Regions from separate parts of the Hordeum vulgare genome. Here regions 1 and 3 are each linked to region 2. Evidence: chromatin contacts called from public Hi-C data. All regions are on one chromosome and are shown on one strand. Each heading gives the region's core, a stretch centred on a gene start, on an enhancer-like site or on the middle of the called end of the contact. The rest is flanking DNA. Distances are from core to core; before and after follow the strand shown.

Region 1 (3,417 bases), core at 140-2,639, 750 kb before region 2:
TTCTTCGTATTTCAATCTTTTGAAATATTTCTACAAGAAATATTCTCAAAAAATTCTAGGAAAACTATAGCAAGTCACACATGATATATGTGATGATCTTGCCAAGTTCCATCTGTGTCTAAGATGATTTGGTTCACCTCAATAATCCAAAACCTTGTCTGTCCAGAACCAAGTTTGAGCAACTCTACATTGTCAAGTATCTCCAAATGTGTTCAAATTTTTTGGACATGTTCTCATACCATAATAATGCATCCACACTAGGTGGTGCATCAAGGGGATCAAATTAACTTGTCCCAAGCCCCTCAAAACCACTACTGCTGATTTCTTGAATTTGGAAACTTTACATTATAAAGTTTCTCCAATTGATCCCAAACTTTTTGGGCATGCTCTAATACTGAAATAATACCACCACACCTAGTGGTGCATTAGTGGGAATTAATTGACATGAGTTTATCTTCAGAAAACCATTTCCACCCATTTCTTGGGTTTTTCAAGTCTACATTGGAAACTTTCTCCAACAAATCCCAAATGTGGTATCCAATTTCATTTTCACCTATCATGTGATCTTGTTATGTTTGATAGAAGGTGGAATCCATTTGCTAGCCCTAACACCCATCAAACACCTTCTACTCACTTATCAAATTTGTTGCTATGACCCCTTCTACTATTCTCCATGAGCTCAAATTTTTTTAAACAACTTTTGCTAGACCTCTACCACGTCGAGTAACTTTTCCAAGGCCTCCGATAAATTATTGGATTGTAACTCCCTCTCTTTCTCTCTCCTTTTCACGAGGGCAACACCTCTTTTACCCCTCCTCCATTTATTGTGATCACGCAAATGCCCCAGAGGCTTTTCAAATACCTCTAGTGTGCTAATGCACCATTTCAAAGAAATATATGGCATGCTCATGTGGAAAATATGAGCAGCCCTTCTAAAACTTGATTTTTGGAACAAATGAAGCCTTGAACTACAAGTGCTAGTTGTACTCCTCTCCCTGAACTGAAACTTGGTAGTCTTGTAGTTTCTCCAGGCCTATAACTACTAGACAATGTTTCATTTCAAATGCCTCACACTAAAACACTTTATGCTAGCCCGACGTTTGTTGCTGCAAACTTAAATAGAGATGAAACCCCACCTACACTGCACCATCTAAGACCAAACTCCTCCATCACTCTCTAGAAAGCATGCCTTGCATGTTTGACAACGTGGCGTGACCACATGGTGGTCCTGGACACACACTGGCGTGGTGGCCATGCCACTGACTTGCAGAAACGTAGCTCTGCGCCTTGTCCTCGTCCTGCAACTCTTGTCGCACAGTGGTAAAGTGCCCCAGCGCGCCAGTGAATCCCTATCTCCATCCTTGTCCCCCTCCATGACGCCAGCTAGGCTCCAAGCATCTCAGACACGCATGCTCCCGCCGCACACAGAGCATCTAAGTCCACCGAGCTCCATCTTGCCTCCCCCCTCAATTACCTCGCCCTCGACCCCCCTTGCTGCCCCTGCGCTCAACCCTCCCTCCAGTAGACCTCTCGGGCCTCCACTGTGAGCCCCCGAGCCATCTCCCTCTTCCTGCGGCCGCCATGGTGTCGACGCGGCCACCCTCGCATCCGAGCCAACCGACCCTCCCTCACCTCGACTGAGAGCTCCAGAGGGACGCCGTCAGCAGGGGAAGCTCCCGGAATCACTAAGGCTCCATTCCCGTGACTGAACCGTGCCCCCACGAGACGTCAGCATCGCCGTCCGCCCCTGATGTTGGCCCCCTCACTTTGGGCGTCTCTGTGGCTCACACGACCATCCCCGGTCGCGGCATGGATTGGGGCATCCGCCCGGACCATCGACTCAGCGCCCGCCACAGCGGGGTGGCCAGAACAGCGACGGCCGATGGCCCTCTATGCCCGTGACGTGAGGTAGAAGAAGGGGTAAGAGGAGAGAGAGAAAGGGGCGGGCGGGCCCCGCCTGTCGGCCAGAGGCCGAGGCACCGACGGGTGGCCCCGCCCCGAGTAAGTGGAGGCACCCCATCGCGTGTCCTGCCTCCCCACTGGAGAATCGCATCCCATGGAAGCGCCTTCGACAAGGCTGGTCTGCCCGGGTGGCCAAGCCGCTCGGCCGGCCCATCTGATTAACACGCGCCCTGGGCGCATTATAGCCTCTCTGGTATAACCCCCTTTCCTCTTTTTCTTTTTAAAGCTCATATAATTCATAATTAAATCATATGAGCTCCAAATCAACATATTCAAATTTCTAGGAGTTTCTAAAATCACTACCTATCCAAATATGCGCATTGCACATTTTCCACATACCTTTCCTGTAGGGATTAAAACCAAAATTGAATTTTATCTATTCAAACCCCTCCTTGCAAAATTCGTATAACATGCAAATCAACTCCAAATGGTGTGATTCCAATTTCTAGATGACTCTAAAATCATTCTCTATTTTTCGAGCCTAGGGGAACATTTTCCTCATACATTGTTTCTCTAGGCCAAATTCATAGCACCTATTTCCATTTAATCAACATTAGTAAATTCATAGGTAATTCATACCAACTCCAAATCCTATGAAACCACTTCCTACCTGTTTTTAAAATCATTCCCTAATTGATAGGCACATCCACCCTTTTTATTAAAAAAATATGTAGACTTCTCGTAGGATCACCCATTCCCTCCTTTTCCACCATTCAAAATTCTCTAGTTGTCCAAATCTCTCAAAAAAAGCTTTAGAGATTTTTCTTATGACCAGAGATGTCCAAGAAAAATAAGACTCCTATTTATTGAACAATTTGTGTTTTTGCTTGCGACGTGGCTTATCGTGGTTGTTTCTGACGATAGTTGACGAAATAAACGAGCTGCTCGGAGTACACAAGGAGCTCATGAAGACCTCAAAGACTTTGCTAAACCAGGCAAGCATCCCTTTGACTATGTCTGAGAAACTCCTTTTATTGATGTCATTTAGTACGTTGTTTTGATGCATTGAATCATGTTGAGTCGGTGACCACCTTAGTGGGTTGTCTCCGGAAGCTCCTCGTTGCTACTTGCACGTGGGAATGACCCTACCTTCCTATGAGGGTTGTGCGGGTGGGAAGTAGTTAGGTTGCTGGTAGTGCTACGCATGGGATTGGGTACATTCATGGAGACGGTAAAAAGAGGTGATTTCAAATGTTTTGCGAAAACCATGTCGGGTTCCACTAATGCCCGAGGGTGATGTGTTGAGCTAGGTAACCACCTGATGTGGGAGTGGTATACAGAGGCCAGTTGTGTGAGTGGTTTTCTAAAGAAACTCGGATTAGATTTAAGATTTGTCGACCGTCCCAACCTTACATGTACAACCACAATACTCCTTATGCGACGGGGCTTTGCTGGTTACTATGGCTTGTGCTAGTTGAGATCCCACATTACAAGTGGAAGGAGTGACGTGGTCAC
Region 2 (3,570 bases), core at 292-2,791:
AAATTCAGGCGTCGTTTCCGTATGGCTAGGCATGTTTTCAACCGGATTCGAGAGGGGGTGGTTGGATACGATAACTACTTCGAGTGCAAAGAGGATGCCATTAAAAGGATTGGCTTCTCGTCTTATTAGAAATGCACTGCTCACATCGAGATGCTTTCTTATGGAGTACACGGTGATCTTATCGATGAGTACGTCCGTATGAGTGAGTCTACATGCCTAGAGTCATTATACAAATTCTACAAGGCTATGATTGCAGTGTTTGGCCCCAAGTATTTGAGAGAGCCGACTGATGCAGACATAGCCCGCTTGTTGACGACTAATGCCAGCGGGGGCTTCCCATGAATGCTTGGCAGCATAGACTGCATGCACTGGATACGTAATAATTGCTCTTCTGCTTGGCAAGGCCAGCACAAGGACCATGCCAAGGCTTGCACCGTCATACTTGAGGCCGTGGCCTCTCAAGATCTCTGGATCTGGCATTCTTTCTTTGGCATGGCCGGATTGCTCAATGATATCAACGTGCTTCAACGATCGCCGGTGTTTATAAGGCTTGCCGAAGGCAACAGTCCGCCAGTCAATGTTAACATCAATGGTCACAACTACAACAAAGGATACTATCTAGCTGACAGAGTCTATCCACAGTGGACCGCTATTGTGAAAACAATCTCCAACCTTGTCGGAGAGAAGAGGAAAAGATTTGCCCAAGAGCAAGAGAGTGCTAGGAAGGATGTCGAGCGTGCCTTTGGTGTTCCGCAATCTCGATGGGCATAGTTCGGTATCATGCTAGAACTTGGAGCACCAAAAAGTTATGGGAAGTGATGACTGCTTGTGTGATCATGCACAATATAATAGTAGAGGATGAGCGCCCGGAATGTCTACACGGTCAAGGGTTTGAATTTCAGGGTGACAATGTGGTGCCTCAGCATGGCGGAGAAGCGGTATCGTTTGCACGGTTCACCGAGTTTCTTCATGAAATGCGTGATTTGAAAACCCATATTTAGTTACAAGATGATTTGGTTGAGCATATATGAAATCATGTTGGCAATTAATAGGTGTATTTTGTAGACAATTTAATTTTTATTGGGCTTGTAAAACTTTGCTATATTTTATTTTTAATTGTGAAACTACGATATATCATTTGTTGTTGCAAAATATGAAAAATATCTGTATTTGTTCAAAAACCGGCGGCTAGCCGACCAGACGGACAAATATGGATCGACACGTTAGACGCGCTGTCATCCCAAATCATAACCGGAACGGATACGCGAGGCAATCAAACGAAAAGCGAACGAAATCACCTTTCGTTTGGATCGGTTGGAGTTGCTCTAAAGTTGTGGTGAGCGCCTTGAGGCAAAGCACAGACATGGGTTCATGGCCGCAGCGAACTCGTGTCAACCAGAGACCAGTTCACACACAGACGCAGCTGCGTGTGCGTGATCACTTCCAGCGTGATGGAGAGGAGAGGCCCACGGGAGGAGGATGGATGCAAGGCATGGGAGCACAGTACTACAGTACACTAGACAGGCATGTGGGCCCCGGCGCATGTGCTGAAAGGGCCTTTTGCCATGTTCACCGCTGCGAATGCAGTGTCCTTTCCCAAACTGTAGAGTAATTAACTAGTACCAGTAGTACATGATTACATTACCACTTCTAGTTTAAGAAGGTTTTTGTACTCCCTTATTTTGAATCGTAGTATATGTTTTTTTGTACCCTGCTGCAGGCGCACGACGTGGGGCGTCAGGCTTTAGCCCTTGACCGCCGTCCAAGCCTAATCCAAAGCCCAGGCAATCCTTTCCCAACCTAGACAGGTGGGCGGCAACAACATTCCGCCTAGATGCGGTTTCTTTACCGTTTCTACCGACCGACATCCTCACCCACGTACGCCGCGTGGGCTAGCGTATTTCCCTGCTTCATCCCCGGCGAGCAAAATTTGCAGATCGTGTTGTTTCCCATTTTGCGCGCGGAGGCGCCCCTAGAACCGCAGGAATCACGGGCCCTGAATACCGTGGTGTACTGTTTCCCGCCGTGGCTTGGTGTGTTCTTCCTCCCTTTCTCTGCCCTTGTGTCATGTGCTAGTGGTTTGCTTAATCATGGATGGCCGAGTGCCCGTTTATAAGGGCGAAAGAAAGCAAAAAAAAAAAAAAAAAAAACAATCAAGGCTCCGGTGCTCCCCCGCGCTTTTCGGTTGCCGTGTCCGTGTGGGGGCAGTTGGTACGATGATTGCCGGGTTCCGTGCCCCCAAGCCGCAAAGCCAAGCAGAATTTGCGCCTGGCATCCATCCGATCCAGAGCGCCGACGGGATGTGTCGTTCCTTGGGGATTCGCCGTTTCCATCTGGATTTGGTGTCAAAATTGGTGATTTCGGTAGGGTAAACTCACTCGCGTACCAGGGTCGGTCTGAAGATAATCCAAGTGTACCATGGTCAGGCATGCTACTACGCGAGAATAGAATATCTTCCCCACGTGAAAGCACGGCTAGTTTAAGCTCTCAGGCGTCGGAGGTCAAGGAGTACGTCAATCTAACTTGACTCGTTTGACTAATTGGTCACTCCTACCATCACCGCATTCAAGCGGACAGCGCTTCCTGTTAAATATACATAGTTAAGACAAGTTGCGCCAGCTGTTGTGTTGGGTCCATGCATCATCATATTAGACAGAGCTTAGCTTGTTCCTGAAAAAGTTGAACAACACATGCAAAGTTCGTTGGACCCTAGGACGGCACGGCACGGCACGGCAGCATTCCCATATGTGTCCTACTCCTATCTGCTAGCTGTTCGTGCGTGCATGTGCGACGGCACCTGTAGACTCACTAATGCTGGGCTGTGCGCAGCGCTGTAATGCTGTGTCCGTCGGTCGTGGCGATGCGTATGAGACGATACCAGTCCAAGATGCCGCTGATTTATCCCGAAATATACGATTGTTTTATCGTTAAAGGTCGGATTAGGCAGTCGTCTGATACTCTGATTGCAGGCCCTCGTGGATGCAATGCATTTCTGTCCTTTCCATATGTCATTGGCTCATTGCTACACCCTACATAGTGATATTGACATACTGTGACTGTCATACTGTATGGTTTCTGGTTAGGCGCCTGCGCATGCATGGTTTGATTGGAGAAGGCTATCAATGAGGGATCATACTTGTGATGTACTTCCTCCGTTTTTAAATACAAGTTTTTTATAAAATTTTACTAAGGAATTAGATACGGATGTATATAGATATATTTTAAAATATAGTTTCACTTATTTTGCATCGTACGTAGTCCTTATTAAAATCTCTAAAAAGATTTATATTTAAGAAGGGGGGAGTAGAACACATGTGCGTAGAGACAGAGAGCGATTCCATTGTGATGTTGTCCAACACAATCACAATGTTTGGTTGGGCTGCATATGTAGATCTGCAGCCAGGATCCATGATCCGCCCCCGGATCAAGGAATCCGATGAAGATATATGTGTCCAACGTAGTATGGTAATCACGTATGATTAGTGGGTAGAACAAAAAAGAGAACAATTAAACGTGGCCAATTGGTCACAACTGATAAGCCTAACTGACAATAACACCTTATTTAATCAG
Region 3 (3,813 bases), core at 448-2,947, 880 kb before region 2:
TCTTCCTCCACAAGTAATAAAAAAATTTCAAGTATCTTGATTGATGCAAAAATTCCATTAGACGTATCTTGGCAGGCCAATTCCATCAAACCATATACCCGATACTGCAATCATCAAATGTTAGGGGTTACATAGCCATAGAAGGCCTCTAGAGGCAGCCAACCTTACAGTTAACTAAATAGCCTGTGATAACTAATAGTATAATCATTGCCAACAACAGAATACTCCCTCCGTCCCAAAATTCTTGTCTTAAGTTTGTCTAGAAATGGATGTATACATACATCCATTTCTAGACAAACTTAAGACAAGAATTTTGGGACGGAGGGAGTATTTAACAAAGAGTAGTAGTTACAAACCAGGGTTAGCCATAGCAACACACTGAGGGTATGTCTGGTTAACTTCTAACTATGAATGCGGTGCTGTTCTATATTCCATTTTAATCAGTTTATAGTATATTTCATAAGCTTTTCATGTTATACCTTAGTATACAATAATAGGTAAATGTTTTTTGGTGACCAATGAGATGTTTTAACCAAATGCAACTAAAATCCAAGATAAAAAATGGTGAGATACATACATATAAGCCCAAAAGCGGCTGCAGTAGCCGAGCCAGCTCCAGCAATATTGAACACATCATGTACCCCACGGTTCTCAATAAGAAGGTTCTGTATGCCAAAGAAAGTTGCAGTGAACATCCCAAGGCGAGCACCACCAACTAGTGAGCCTTTGGCAACCCGGATGAACCTTTTCTCCATGGCATCTCTCATCAACCTATACTGTTCGCGCTTGTCTGTGGTGCTCCCCATCTTCAACATCACTTCAGCATCTTTGCTCTGTAAAATAGGATACGAATGTAGTTTTCACATAAGTCATTCTTTTGGCCTAAAGCATGCTAACATTTAGAGGGAAAGGAGTGAAATATCATCCTCAGCAAAAAGAAAGAAAGAAAGGGGTAAATATCTAATCAAATTTTTGGGATACCAAATCCTAAGTAGGTAACGAGTAATTTCCTATATATATGTTCTAATTCAATACTGTTGCATAAGGTAGTCTGTATTTTGTAAATTTACAAAATTATGCTAGAACTCTAGTTCCTATATATGTGTACTGATTATTATCACTAATCAGCTCCATTTTTACATCCACAAAGGTTACATACGAGGCAGTAACAGAAAGGAAGATGTAATAATGAAGTGGGGCGGTAGCTTACGACGTTGGCGTTGGCCTCCTTGGCCCCGCCGTAGAGAAGACCGGTGAATACGCCTACGAGGGTCCCAGTTCCCCAGCTTACTGTCCCCACTGGCCCAGACCTCGACGGCGTGCCTTCCGCATCCGCCTCAGCGTCCTCCTGGGTCATCCCCACTCAAAGCACGTCAGAAAAATAAATAACTCTAAACCATAAGCAGCAGGGGACAGGTCGCGAACCGTAGGGGAGGTAGAATCTGACGAACTTGGCAGCGGTTCGGCGGGAGGAGGCGTCGGGGCGGCCTGAGTAGGCATCGGGGTCGCGGGATCTGCTGCAGGGCGGTAGCCCGCTGAGCACGGAGGAGACGCTCGAAATAAAAGCAAAAACAGGACGCACTTCGAGCAGGCGGATGTTGGGAAGGGCAGGTCAGCGCCGGCGGTGGTGCGTCGCGGCGGCGAGATCAGGTGGAAATGTGAAGGGGAGAAGGTCGAGTGTATGGGCTTTTTTCCAGTAGGGTGGGCTCGTACTGTTGTTTTTTACGTGCTCTTTCAGAGCCCACCGAAGAAAACGTAAGCGTTTCTCAAAACAAAAACAAAAAACGCTTTATACGTGTACGTAAGAGCGTCTAAAACCGCCTTAAAAAAAAAGAGCATCTAAAACGGGTTTTCCCCTCGGGTTTTAGATACCTCTCGTGGCGACACTGCAAGGCTGATCCGAACTCTACCACCAATCCTACTCCTTCTCGACTAGGTTCTCGATCCCGAACTCTACCCGACCTTGGTTCCTTTTGCGGGTTGCTAGGGTTTTGGCGGCTGGAATACGTAGCTTGCTAGGTTTTGGCCATGACGGGATCGGGATCGCAACCGTCAGCAGGAAGCGCAGCCTCCGGAGGAAAGCCAATCGGAGTTGAGGAGATGATCGAGAAACTCAATCTTCAGGAGCGGGAGGAGGACGATCTGATCTTTAATCAGGAGTTCCCACATGAGATCGAGGAAGCGAAGTTCATGGCGCTGGCGATGGTGCATACGAACAAGCCTTTTAGTAGGGGTTTGTTCTACGAGACGATGAGACTTGTGTGGAGCCTAGCGCACGGAGTAACCTTCAAACCGTTGGGCGAAAACCTATTCTCCCTGATAGTAAACTGCCTGGGGGATTGGAAGAGGGTCCTTGGCTGTTTCGTGATCATGGAGTGCTAATTGAGAAGTATGATGGATACACCAGATACGATGAAGTGGTGCTGGATAAACTTGCAGTCTGGATCCAGATTGTTGATCTTCCTCCACTCTTCGGGAAGGAACACGTGGTTCAATCATTGACAAAGAAAGTTGGAACGGTGGAGAAGGTAATGCTAAACCCCAGGTGGGGTGATGGAAGGATTGTGAGGATCAGAGTTAAGCTTGACATCCATGAGTCACTGATGAGATATGTCTCTATCACGAAGGATAAAAAGAAGGTGTATTACTCGGTTCTATACAAGAAGATGCCGGTGTTCTGCTATGTGTGTGGCCATATGGGACATACATACCTCGAGCATGGTAATGGAAAGCATGACCCGCAGAACATGGAGTAGGGTGAGTTCATACTTGCAGCTCGGCCAGGAGTAAGGAGGCAAACAGGTCAAAGCTTGAAGGGTAGGCAGAAGGACAGGGCTAACACGGGTGGTCGGGGAAGAAACAATGGCTCGGATGATGATGATGATCTGAATGACACTAGCAATAGCCCTGTGAAACCTATTGGGGGGAGGTAGGAGATAAATTTTCTGGGCGAAAAAGTCTTACCTTTGAGGAGAAGAGCACGAACCCTGCAGCTACCGAAGCGGGGCTGTCAGCCCAAGCACAGGAGCCCCCGGTCGCTATGTCAAATGCGGTGGTGGTTCACTCGCAGATGGAATTGATCACATAGAAGGAAGATGAGGATGGTGACACTTCATCGCATGATTCGAAGAGGTTAAGGAAGGACAACTCGGTTGTGATGGATGCCAGCCACAATTTATCGGCGAGCTCCGAGAAGGGGCTCGACCGGTCGCAATGAAAATCCTTGTATGGAACTACCGTGGGATGCGTAAACCTGCGGCAGTTCGGGCGCTCTTGGGGATCCAAGAGCGAATAAAGTCAGATGTGTTGTTCCTATCTGAAACACATCTGGACAAGGCTAAGGCAGGAAAACTAAGGAGGAGATTGGGGTTTGATGAGATGGAAGTGTGGGAAAGTGACGACAGAAGTGGAGGACCGATCATGCTTTGGCAAACCAGCATGGGAGTCTCATCTTGGGAAGCTCGGGCAAACTTCATAGACATACGCATCAAGGAGGAAACACCTGCAGGATGGCGGTTCACTAGATTCTATGGCGAGCCAGGTAGCAACTGGAAACACTTGTCGTGGGAGTATTTGCGTGAACTTCACGCAATGACTGGTCTGCAATGGTTAGTGGCAGGGGACTTTAATGAAATATTACATGCTCATGAGAAAGAAGGGGGGCAGGCACGCCCCCAACGTTGTATGCATGCTTTTAGCAGTGCGCTGAGCGACTGCAGGCTTGATGACCTTGGCTATTCGGGGGACATTTTCAGCTCGCGAAGAGGTCAAATACGAGAACAGCTTGACAGAGCTGTTTCGAGTAGCACTTGG

The links. Hi-C and Micro-C count contacts between places; a contact is called where the count stands out from the background.
Region 1: a Hi-C map of leaf shows a contact between it and region 2, with 2.2 times the contacts expected there. The contact joins two enhancer-like sites. A contact is called at or near these places in 2 of 6 Hi-C or Micro-C datasets (leaf and seedling).
Region 3: a contact with region 2 is called in a Hi-C map of leaf, with 2.9 times the contacts expected there. The contact joins the promoter of LOC123443499 here to the enhancer-like site in region 2. A contact is called at or near these places in 4 of 6 Hi-C or Micro-C datasets (leaf and seedling).

The regions. Positions count from the first base shown.
Region 1 is chr3H:196,280,748-196,284,164 of MorexV3_pseudomolecules_assembly, reverse strand. No RefSeq gene overlaps it. Among protein-coding and RNA genes, the nearest start is that of LOC123443498, 60 kb to the right of the region's middle. Within about 2 kb of position 1,389, at least 3 of the 3 cell types and tissues checked have open chromatin away from gene starts, as enhancers often do. A contact at or near this core is called in leaf and seedling, where this site is marked.
Region 2 is chr3H:195,534,807-195,538,376 of MorexV3_pseudomolecules_assembly, reverse strand. No RefSeq gene overlaps it. Among protein-coding and RNA genes, the nearest start is that of LOC123439782, 73 kb to the right of the region's middle. Within about 2 kb of position 1,541, at least 3 of the 3 cell types and tissues checked have open chromatin away from gene starts, as enhancers often do. A contact at or near this core is called in leaf and seedling, where this site is marked.
Region 3 is chr3H:196,410,220-196,414,032 of MorexV3_pseudomolecules_assembly, reverse strand. It overlaps LOC123443499, which reads right to left and starts at 1,697. Exons shown (of 4, transcript XM_045119884.1): 1 at 1,426-1,697; 2 at 1,211-1,348; 3 at 578-833. The coding sequence starts at 1,500.